Regions from separate parts of the Rattus norvegicus genome. Here region 2 is linked to region 1. A link is a contact called in public Hi-C data. All regions are on one chromosome and are shown on one strand. Each heading gives the region's core, a stretch centred on a gene start, on an enhancer-like site or on the middle of the called end of the contact. The rest is flanking DNA. Distances are from core to core; before and after follow the strand shown. Region 1 holds the start of Lingo1 (leucine rich repeat and Ig domain containing 1). Region 2 overlaps Cspg4 (chondroitin sulfate proteoglycan 4).

Region 1 (5,569 bases), core at 1,236-3,735:
ACTAGAGACTGACAATGGGGCCGATGGACTCTCCCCCATTTCTCCGACCAGATCACTGAGGCAGGGAGCAGGTGAGTCGGGGGTGGAGATCTGCGGTGGCCGCGCCTTGCCTGCGTCAGTCGCCGCACCAGGAATAGCCCCCGCCCCCGCCCCCCGCCCCGCATCGGGTCTGGCAGAGCCTTTACGCAGGAGCTAGGGAGCGTCTATTCCTGTCGGGCTGTGGGAGGAGGCGGCGAGGGAGGGCGGGAGCTCACCGGTAACTCACAAACAGCCGGGGTGGGGGAGCTGGGGAGACTGGGAAGGGGGTGCAAGGATCACGGAATGGGGGACCCATGAGCCGCCTGCGCTAGTCTCTGGAAGGGAGGGGACTCGTGTGGCCGCCCCACCTCCCCTCCTACCAGTAAGTCCCTCTGCCAAGCCTGCCTCCCACTGGTTTACTCAGCCCTGGAAAGCCATTCAAATTCCCTTTCCACGGTTTACAAGCAGTGTGACCGTGGCCAAGTCACGTAACCTTTCCGAGCCTGGGGTTCCTGCTCTTTATTTCAGGGGAGTAGTGGTGCCTCTTCCTGAAGTTGTTGGAAGAAGAATGTAAGATGCAGGGAGCAGCACCCACACCTGCGGGAAGGGGCTCTAGGTAGGCCTGAGATAAGGATGGATGTAGACAAGGCAGGAATGTCCCAAGCAGTGGTCTGCCAGTGAGGCTGAGAGGTATCCAGGATCGGTTTCGCTGGAACAGGTTTGTGCAACTCTTTGGACTATGTGTGTGAGGCTGGTCTGTGGAAATCAAGACAGTGCTGGGGGTGGGGACTTGAAGCTGGCCTCTCCAAGACAGACAGGCATCTCTGAAATGCCAGTCTGGTTCCTTGGAAGGCGAACAAGGCACTGGGAACGGGATCTTTGCCCACCCCAGAAAGGCACAGGCCTTGCGCTGGTCTCTTCCTGCCCTGCACAGCTTCCTTCTTTGCCTGCCTACAAACTACCGGGAGTTCTGAGGTGCTAATGGGGAGAAGGGAACTCTGCCTTGTGGTGTCTTCATTGATGGTTATTCTAATAAAGCTGGCATGGTTTTAAGGGGCATCTGGCTTCAAGCAGATGGAAAGAGATACTGTAGAAGGATGTGAGGTCCCAAAGGGTTGCCTGCCTACACCGCAGCCCTTACCAGGCCACCTTGCCAGGCTAGTCTCTGATCTGTGGCCCAAGAACAGTCTGGGTCTCGATATAAAGGTCTTATTCTTTGGAGTCATCTGAAATGTGGTAACCACCAAACTCAGTATTTATTTTAGGGAGTTAGATGGTAAATAGCTGAGCCCAGACTAAGGGTCTATACTCCCCTCTGCTGGTCACTTAGTAGAGTGTCATGGTCCGGAGCCTTCCAGGTAGACCTGCTGCCCTCTGCTGGACAGGAAACCCTACGGGGTGGAGACTAGGATGCTAAAGCAATTCTAGACCTGGCCCCCGGGTAGACCCACTTAGCCAGCTCGGCCTCCACATCCCCTTCCTGTGCGTCCCAGCGGCCGGCCTCGCCCTAAGATCCCTAGGAAGTGGTGGTGGTGGTGGTGGTGTCTTGTGGGGAGTGGGGGAGTGTCCTGGACAATTCGAGAGGAGGGGTCAAGACCTGACCCTCCTCAAGCCGTCCTCTAAACAACCGTGGCCAGGTGGGGGTCCCTGTCTGTCCACGTGCGTGTGTCGGTCCACATGGCAGTGTGCAGTGACCCCAGTTAACACGTGTGAACACACGCGCTCACATGCACACGCATGTGGCCAGAGACAAATCACACGCCAATAGGTGCACGCACTCTGGGAAGACCGCGGGCTGGGCTGGCTTAAGACTTGCTGGAGCCTGGGACCCAGAGGGGCCCTGCGTGGTGCAGGGCGGGAGCGCGGGGGCGCCGGCCCGGGAGCGTTCTTCGTCTGTGCCCCGCTGCCACTCTCGCTGCCCCCTGGGCTCTGGGCAGCTGCCGGGACGCTCCTCGATCTTCGCCTGGTTCTCTGAAAGAAGGACCCCCACCCAGGTTTTGCGGCCGCGCCTTCTCTCTCCTCCCCCGCCCCGCTCCAGAGCTCGCTCACTAGCTCCCTCCCTCCCTCCCTCTGTCCCTCCTCCCTCCCTGGCTCGCTGCTCGCTCCTCTCGCTCCCTCCCCACGCCGCGGCAGAGCGCGGAGCCCGAGCGGGAGCCGGCGCGGGAGCCGGAGCGGGCGGCTGCTCAGGAGGCGGCCGGACCTGGACCGGTCCCGGTCCCGGAGCGCGCGGAGTCCCCACCCGCGCCGCTCGGGCCCCTCTCCCGACGCGGGGCTCAGAGCAGCATGCGCAGCAGCTGTCCACCGGCCCCAGCCCTGGCCCCGGCACCGCTGCGGAGAACGCCCGGCCTCGACCCCGGCCCCAGCGGTAGAGGCGGTGGCGGCCGCTCCCGGCCGGCCCGAGGGACAGAACCAGGCTCCGGGAGCCCGCGACAGGCGTCCTGAGAGCTACGGTTTCTCAGCCCGCCGCGGCCGCGGCCTCAGCCTCCGCCCCCGACTCCTGAGCTCCTGCCCTAGGGCCGGCTGGGCTCCCGCCCGCGTGGGACAGACAGACGGAAAGCCAGCCCTGCGAGGGCGCGCGGACCGGGCGGAGGTGTTGTAGGAGGAGACGGAGGAGGGGGGCTGGGCTGGGGCTGGGGCCGCGCCGGCAAGAGAGACATGCGATTGGTGACCAAGCCGAGCGGACGGACAGCGCGCCCGAGATGCAGGTGAGCCCCTTCGCCTTGGCCGAGCCCGAGTCGGCAGCCCTGCGGCGAGTGCCTCTGGGAGCTGCTGTCGGCCCAGGCTTCACCCTCCTGGGGCTATGTAGGACACCTTGTACCACCCAGACCCCCTTTGGGGTCGCAGGCCTGACCCTCAAGTTTCAAATGATTTTCCCATTTCCCTTCCGCCGGTCCTAACAGATCCCAGGTTGGCAAGCTGGGACCCGTGGTCATCCCTACCATTCTTTTCCATTCCTGCCCTGGTGCCCCCTAAATCATTCTCCCACTCTGGGCAATGGTCACCTAAGAGGATACGTTCTCTGAGCCCTGGGTGAGTCTCCTTCGGTGGACCAGAGACCACCCCCCCGCTTGGGGACACGGCTAGCAAACAGTTTCTCCCCAAGCTCCTGCTCGGATTGCCCCTCTCTCCACAAGAGCCTTGTCAGCCTCTTTCTGGCTCCTTTCTCGCTCCTCCTGGGTGAAAGGGAGGTGGAGGGCGGAAGAAAAGGGAGGGGGGGAGTCCAGTTGAGGAAGACCCAGGAACCTTCGGGGCTCCCCTTTGTCTGCGTTCAGCCCGGCTTCTCACCTCCTCCTGCCCCACTTTTCATACCGAGGGAAATGGGTGGGAAGTGGGAGCCTGCTGAGAAGGGGGAGGTGAGGAAGGAGCCTCTTGTGTATGTCCCCCAAACACACCCTATTCGGGTGGGTTTTGGGCTTCCTGCCCTCTAAGACAACCAGATGTTTCTTTCTGGGTGGGTCCCACTTTGAAGAGGGGTGGGGCCAGGTAGGTGGGCAGTCCCCTGAGGTCTCTTATTGCTGGGGTCCCTGACCAGCCCCTGACCAGCTCTTGTTGTGGCTGCACCTCCCCTTTGTTCTCAAATGCCCTGTGGTGGGTGGGTGCAGTGGCGACTGGGGCACATGGAAGATGGGAACAGCTCTGCCCTGGTGGGTGGGAGTGCAAGAGGCTGCGGTGGGGGCAGGACCATCTGGGCCAGCCCCTTTCTGCCAGCCCAGCCTTTCCTCAGTCCTTGGCTGGGCTTGGACAGCCAGAGGGCGCCCAGCTCTCCTGGTTCCCGGCTCTGGGCTCAGCCCTGCTGGCCATTATGCCAACGACTTTAGCACGGGCCTTGGTGCCAAGGGAGCTCAGGGGCACCAAGCTGGCAGAGATCCTGGGGTTTACCTGGCCCCACTGAGGACTGCTAATGAGGGGTGGTGGGTGTTCCACTGCTCCTGGCCCTTTGTCCTTGTGTGGGCCAAGAGGGGTACAGAGTCCTCAACCCCTGGGAGGGTGCTGGCACATGGTTTGCTTGGGAGGCAAGAGGGAGGTGATAGAAAGGAGAGGCAAAGAAAGCATTGGAGCCATGCTGAAGGTGCCAGGGAAAAGGCACACGGCCTCAGAAGACCCGAGGGCAACACCCAACCACCCGGCCTAAGAAGGGCAGGACCCCCCACACACCTGGTGGGGCTCTTGGCTCTACGTCCCTTCCCCCATCCCTAGCTAAAGTGTATATGAGACAGCCTTGGGCAGAGCTCCATCATACCCTGATGTTTCCTAGACCTGGAGCAAGTGAGGGTTAGGAAGCAGCCTTTACGGGATGGGTGTGTGCTGCATGCTGAGGTTGATGCCTTGTGAGTGGAGGGATCCTCGAGCCTGAGAAGACTGTAGAGAGACGTCTACCTGTCACGATCCTCTTTGATCCTGAGGACTCATCTTTTCCATCCGTCTCTAAACATCCATTTCTCAATCTAGACAATTGTATGTTTGTTTTAATTTTTGAACTCAGAATTCTAGAGAACCCCTGCCCTCCTCCCCCAGAATGAGCTGTTGCTTAGCAAAAAAGTTGAGCAGGTCCTGTGTTCTGATAGCTTCGCTGAACCACTGTTAGGTGCCTGTGAAAGCAGAAGGCTGGCCCTGCAGGCGAGAATCTTGGTCTGGCTTTTGTGTGTGTATGACTTTCCAGCCCCAAGTTCCCCTCCCAGGACAAGCCTACTGACTGGATCTTGTTCTGTCCCTACCAGTCTTCCCCATATGCCTGAATCCTCTCTTGGCTTGGTCTAGCATCCCTTCCTAAAAGGCCCTCTCCTTCCAAAAGCCTCCCCTAGCTGCTCTTAGTGCCCGCAGCTCTAAGGAGCCACATTGGTTTCACAGATGATGGCATAGCAGCCCATTCATTCATGCGTTTATTCTGAACATCCCGCTGAGCTGCCTGCTTGGCTCCTGGGTAGACCTCGTGGGTTACCCTAGTATCTAGGCAACCTTCTGGACGAGGGAAAGATGCCATGAGGCCCTAGGACCTCCTGGCAAGGGCAACCTGGAGGGGACATAGACTCCTTAGCTGCATGAATGAGTAGAGCTAGATACGCACTAAAAATGTCCCAGGTAGACTGGAGAGAGCCAACGCACAGTGCTCCAGAAGTGGGAGTTTCTCTGTGGAGCTGGTCGAGTCCTGACGTAGCATCAGGTTTTGCAGTGACACGGGAATTGGGGGTTTCTAGAGTAAGGGGTCTCTCCAAAGGAAGCTTTGAAAAGGCAGGGTCACTTCTAAACAGGTTTGAGGCCTCTTGATTCTGACCTCTGTGTGAGGAACGGATAAGTGCTTATCTCCGAGTGCCGTGGGCCAATAGAGGCTCTGCTGAGTGTACAGCGTCCCCAGTGTCACCCACCTCACGGTGAGAGTGGACCTGGGAGCCTCAGCTCCACCACTGCCTAGTTCTGTGACTTTGGGTAACTTACTTAACTTCTCTGGGCCTCCATGTCCCTTCCAGTAAAGTGGAGTTAACCAGTCTCTACCTTAGTGGAGGTGATGGCAATTAAGTGTGCTGATACACACAATGAGTGCGCTTAGATGGAT
Region 2 (5,569 bases), core at 1,102-3,601, 250 kb before region 1:
GGCCAGAAGAGGGTGTCAGATCCCCTGGAACTGGAGTTATGGCCAGTTATGATCTACATGTGGGTGCTGGGAATCAAACTTAGGTCCTCCTGAAGAGCAGCCAGTGCTCTAATGTCTGAGCCATCTCTCCAGTCCTGAGAGTTTTCTATCAAGAAGATCTTTCTCACATAGGCAGAGTAGCAAAATATCACACTGGTGGGCATGCCCAGTCTTTGGAGTCTGTGGCTACAAGGTTGGGCCCAAAAACCACAGGGTCTCCACTAATAGCGTGAGGACTAGTCAGGCCTTCCATGTAGGCCCGCCTCCTTTTAGTATTGGTTCCCACTGAACTTTCCTGCCAGCGTAGCTCCCAGAAGCTAAATCCTACTTCTGCTACAATGTACCTATTTTTTCTTCTCCAGCCTCAGGCATGGGCCACCTTTTTTGCTGGACCCTCACAGGCCCTTGGACATCTGGTCCAGAAACTGCCATGTCCGACCCCACTCACAGCAAACAAGGTCATATTGCCCCAACCTCCTCACTGGCCTAATAAAGGTCCCGCTAGCCAGCCACTGTAGACAGAAACTGAGTTCTGGGCCCACTCTTTCCTTCCTCGCCACAGTTAAGGGATATCCACTCTCCATCTACCCTGCCTCTAAATTCTCCCTCAAATTAATCTCCTTTCCCACTGTGCTTGTAGGCAAGGCAGATCACCACCATCCCGTGCCTGTCTTAGTTAACTTCCTGCCTCTCTTTGCAAGTAGTAGCAACAGTTAAACCGATTTGCTCAGCATCCTCTCTGGTCTGAAGCTTTGGGTGGCTCTCCATCCCATGATCAGGCTCCAAAACCTGAGTGTGATGCGAAAGGCCATGGGTGGCCTTGCTTCTATCCACGGCATTCACCCATATTGCTGTGAACATTCTAGGTATCAGCCTTGCTGGACCTCAGGCTCTTCCGCCTAAGTCTAGCCGATACCTACGTCCTGTTTTGGATCCAGCTCTTTTGTCCTCTCTGAGCTGGCCTCATGAGTCCCTCACCCTGTCTCATAGCCAAGGCTATGAGGCTACCTCATCTTGTTTGGGGTGCAGATACTCAACAGTGGCTTGGGGAGCTGTGTCACCTCTCTTTGTTGACACCGTGAGTCTCGACATGAGGATGACCTTGTGTGGTGAAGGGAGACGAGGAGGGGTATATAAAGGGCAGCCCCTAGCTGGTCCAGGTAGCACGTTGGAGACTGCCTTGTGTATTTTCCACTGCGCTTCACCCCCAGCCCCCTTTCTAGCCCTGCTAACCATCTAAGGTGCCTGGACACAGTGACTGAGGAGGATGGGAGACTGCTCCGGCCAGGGGTTGCTTTTCTGGTCATGGTCACCCAGTCTGATGCTTGTTTTTAAAGAAAATAGACTGTGAGCCCCTATTTATAGCTGGAGGCATGACCACAGACAGAGGATGGGGTTTGAAGTTGTGCAGGCTTCTGCTCCAGCAGGACTCAAGGAGGGGCCATTCCCAGGCCCCCTCCCCACCCCCAGGCTCTAAGGAAGTGCCTGTGGGATCCTGACATTCCCTGGGACAGGATGTAGTCTATGCTTTGGGGTGGTGGACAGGGCAGGGTGAGGGGGATGGAAAATTTCTCTTGGGATTATTGGTCCCCCGGGGTCCAGACTCCCATGTTGGGATGGGTGGATGTGGGTCTATTTTGTCTACCGAGAAGACAGACGAGGGCCTTGGGGTGCCAGCTGCGGAGTGAGCACTTCAGACTGTCCCCCGAGCTGGGTACAGGATGACGTGGAGAAAGAACAGGACCAGAGCTGGGAGAGGCAAAGACGAAGAGGCAGCGATGTGAAGGGAGGGGATGGAGAAGTGAAGACAGACAGCCAGGGACTGGCTGGACCAGATGGAGAGACAGGGATGGGACAGAATAGGGTCTGGGAGAGAGATGGGGAGATTGCAGCCCTGTGGATCTGTAAGCAGAGTCGGGCAGGAGTGACAGGGGAAGGCAGAAGGCAGTGTCCCTGCCAACAAGGCGTCTTCAGGGCACTCAGGGCACAGTGTGGGTCCTGAGCTGGAACCAAACAGACAATAATAGAAATCTCTGGCCTTCCCATGCGTCCCTGGACACTGGGCATGGAGACCCCTCTCTCTCTGGTGGGGTGCAGTAAAGTGCTATAGGCGAGGCAGGGCCTTTGGGGTCAGCTCCACCTTTAGCTTACTAGGGAGTGAGCTTCCTAGTCCTGATAGGTTACAAACTAAATCCACCTGCTGCTACTCACTATGCAGATGCTGCCACTGTTGTGCTTTTAGGGGCAACGGGCTGGCTGCAGCCTGGGCATGTGTCATAGAACCATAGCCACAACCGGTGACTCAGACAGTTAAAAAAGGAGCAGTCCCAAGCTCTGACTCAACTGGCTCTGGAAGAGTTGGGTGGGTCTGGCTGGGACCAAATGGGGTGGTCTGGGTTTATTTTTGGCAGGGTGGGGCCAAGCTAGGGGGTGGAAGATGGGAACTGGGGGCAGAGGGAACTCTCATTCTGGGAGAGCCCCAGGGGTCTGGGGCCAACTTTGGAAAGTGTTTTCCCAATGCCCAGGAACGCTGGCTAACCAGTGCCCTTAAGCCCCGAGGAAGGTCTACCTCAGCTTACTGCATGACTAGGACAAGCAGCTAGCTAGATGCTGAGTCCCTGCCCCATTCTTAGGAGCTTGGACTCAGAGTTTTAGAGATGACTTGGGAGATTAAAGTTCCCCTGCAGAGGCACAGAGCGGGACAGAAGTCTGTTGAAGGTCACACAGCAGGGTCAGATATCTCAATCTGTCACATAGTAAGCATGAACACAAGTTGCCTACCCATTGATTGTTACTAAATGCAGGAAGAAGACTCCATCTTAGTCCCTACTTCCAGAAGGGCTCAGCTGGGCTACAGATGGGAGGCCTGAAGCACAGAAGCCCCAGATGCCTGGAGACAGAAACAGCCAGAGGCAGGCTCCTGGATTCTATTAGAACATCCGGGGAGCTGTCTGGGCTTTTCCCAGAGTGCACTGGGGTGAAGGCAAAGGTGTCCACACAGAGAGGCTTAGGTTCTGGGTAGTCCTTTATCCCAAGGATTCTTCTAGAGTTACAAGGCCAGGCTTCTCACCCTGCAGCCATCTCCGGAAATTCACCTCTCACATGTCCTCACTGAACTCACATGGACATTGTCACCACCAGCATCCCAGAGACATCTTTTCAACTTCGCTCAGCCTGAATTTCTGCCCCTTGTTATGCTGCCAGTATTGCTGATTACAGTGGTGTTAGTGGTCCTATGCTACTCTAAACCACTTTATGTCAATGTCACTGGGCCCTGGTCAGAATTGGAGAGGAGACCAAGAATTAGAAGGTCCTGTGGAGTTGGCAGAGGGAAAGAAAAAGAGGTTTCTGGGTTCCCTTACTCATAAACCGTACTGGGACCCATTTTTTCCTTCCCGGTCACTTGCTTTGGGGATGGAGTTTGACTACCTTTTGGTTACTCACGTGGCATCCTCTGACTGGGTTTCAGCTGCACGTCAGCTCATGGGCCTTGTACAAGACTGTCTGCTATTGAGAAGTAGGTTCTGGGTACCCAGGAGGGATCTTCTGCTCTGTCCGTGAGGTCCCAACAAGGTGAGACCTCAGCCCTCACATAGCACAGATGCAGAACCCTGCCTCCACTTTGTAAAGGGTCCTGAGCTGAGGGTGTGGTAAGTGGCTGGCAGCCCTTCCAGAGTCCTTGCCTTGGAACCTTTTCTGAACAGGGTCACCCCAACTACTGAGCCACCCACCCCAGAAAGACAGCAGGAACAGAATAACAGCAACCTCGGGCACAGATGCCTAGAAGAGCTTTTCTTCCAGGCCGAGATCTGGCTTCGTTGTCTTCAACACATATGAGAGGTAGGGGCTATTCTTTCCTGTTTTGTAAAGGGCTAACTGGAGGCTCACAGTGGGCCAAGCCCACAAGTCCTTGCACAAGGGCTGGGATCTAATCCCAGATGAATGCTCTAATACCATGCTTGTAACCGCTGTGCCTAGCTAGCCTTCTGCCTCCCCATAGAAGGTCTCTAAGGAACTGAGGGCTGAGAGCAGGAAAGGTGGGGGTTGAGTCAAAATGAGAATTAGAAAGATGCTCAGCCATAGCCCAGAGACTCCCCAAAATGGTGATTTGTTCTCCCTCTGCCAGGAAGTCGGGGGGGGGGGCGCAAGCCTGCCTTGCCCCAGCTGCAGCAGTTTCTTGGCCCCAGTGCCTGTGCACTAGAGAAGGGGGCAGGGAGGAGCTGATGTCGTGGGAATCAGCATCCTGGGCCCATTGATATTTATAGCTGCCCCTCCTGAAATGTGGGCGGGGAAGAGTTTGCTCTTAGGTGGGAACGGAAGTTGGGCTCCTCTCCCCGGTCTCCTCTGCTCCCCAGAGAGCAGATTGGCCGAGACTTAGCCAGAGGCCTTTTCCTGGCCATGGTATGTGTCTTGAATCGGGGGCTTCCCCTACGGCTGCTGGCTTGTAGGGTGGACATAGTCTTGGTCAGAGCCCACTGAACAATGTGCTGCATGTATATGTGTACATGCGGGCACACACATATTCATGCATGCACACCTGCTGAGTGTCTAACCATACTCAGTAGACAGAGGGAAGGTGAAAGTAGGGTGTTTTATACAGAGCCCCAAGAGAGAGGCTGACTACGTTGGACGTTAACTAATGGCCAGACATTAGGACATGATTCATGTTGACCACGGAGGGAGAGAAGGGCACGGCATAGTAATGGCATGGTGGTGAGTGTGGCCATGAGACAGTGAGGCTTCTGCCCACTTGGATGTTCAGGAATATTCTATTTGATTGTAGGAGGGGCAGAGTGGGAGTCTGGGCAGGAGAAACCTCAGAGTCTGGGTGTGTGAAGGCTGTGTTCTGGGTGTGTGAGGGGCTGCTCTCTGCCTTCAGGCTCCCTGTTGAATGGTCTGGAGAAGGAGACGTTACAGGAGACCCTGCAGTCAGCCTTGAGTGGGAGTCTTTGAAAGCTAGGAAGCAATCTTAACTAATCAATCTCCTTCTCTTTCTCTGCCACAAAATCCTCTATTAAAACAGTATATATATATATATATATTTTTTTTTTTTTTTTGGTTCTTTTTTTTTTCGGAGCTGGGGATCGAACCCAGGGCCTTGTGCTTCCTAGGCAAGCGCTCTACCACTGAGCTAAATCCCCAACCCCAAAACAGTATATTTTTATTGTTTTGTTTGACACAGGATCTCACGATTGAGCCAAGAATGTCTAAGGGCCTTAGACCCACTATTTAGCCAAGAATGACCATCTTGCTTCTACCTCCTGTGATAACAGGTGCATGCTCTCACATCCAGTTTATGCAATGGGGCTGGGGCCTGAACTCAGCTTTCATGCATGCTTGACAAGCATTCTAATAACTAAGCTACATCCTCACCCGACAGTGTTTATAATAATCACAATTACCACCACCACCACCACCACCACCACAACCACCACCACCATCATCATCATTATTTTGAGACAGGGTCTTGCTATGTAGCCTAGGCTGGCCTTGAACTTTCAACCTTGCTTCTTCCTCTTGAGTGCAGGTT

What was found. Hi-C and Micro-C count contacts between places; a contact is called where the count stands out from the background.
Region 2: a contact with region 1 is called in a Hi-C map of the A7r5 cell line, with 3 times the contacts expected there. The contact joins the enhancer-like site here to the promoter of Lingo1 in region 1. A contact is called at or near these places in 4 of 12 Hi-C or Micro-C datasets (the A7r5 cell line, the Rat2 cell line, Schwann cells and 1 more) and 1 of 1 datasets of contacts at active chromatin or transcription factors (oligodendrocytes).

Annotation. Positions count from the first base shown.
Region 1 is chr8:65,921,082-65,926,650 of GRCr8, reverse strand. It overlaps Lingo1 (leucine rich repeat and Ig domain containing 1), which reads left to right and starts at 2,485. Exons shown (of 2, transcript NM_001100722.1): 1 at 2,485-2,723. The coding sequence starts at 2,718.
Region 2 is chr8:66,165,968-66,171,536 of GRCr8, reverse strand. The region is part of intron 1 of Cspg4 (chondroitin sulfate proteoglycan 4); the gene reads right to left. Trnap-agg41 (transfer RNA proline (anticodon AGG) 41) reads right to left here and starts at 5,189; the gene lies at 5,109-5,189. It also overlaps a transcript of Cimap1c not described here. Within about 2 kb of position 2,351, at least 30 of the 93 cell types and tissues checked have an H3K27ac peak or open chromatin away from gene starts, as enhancers often do. A contact at or near this core is called in the A7r5 cell line and Schwann cells, where this site is marked.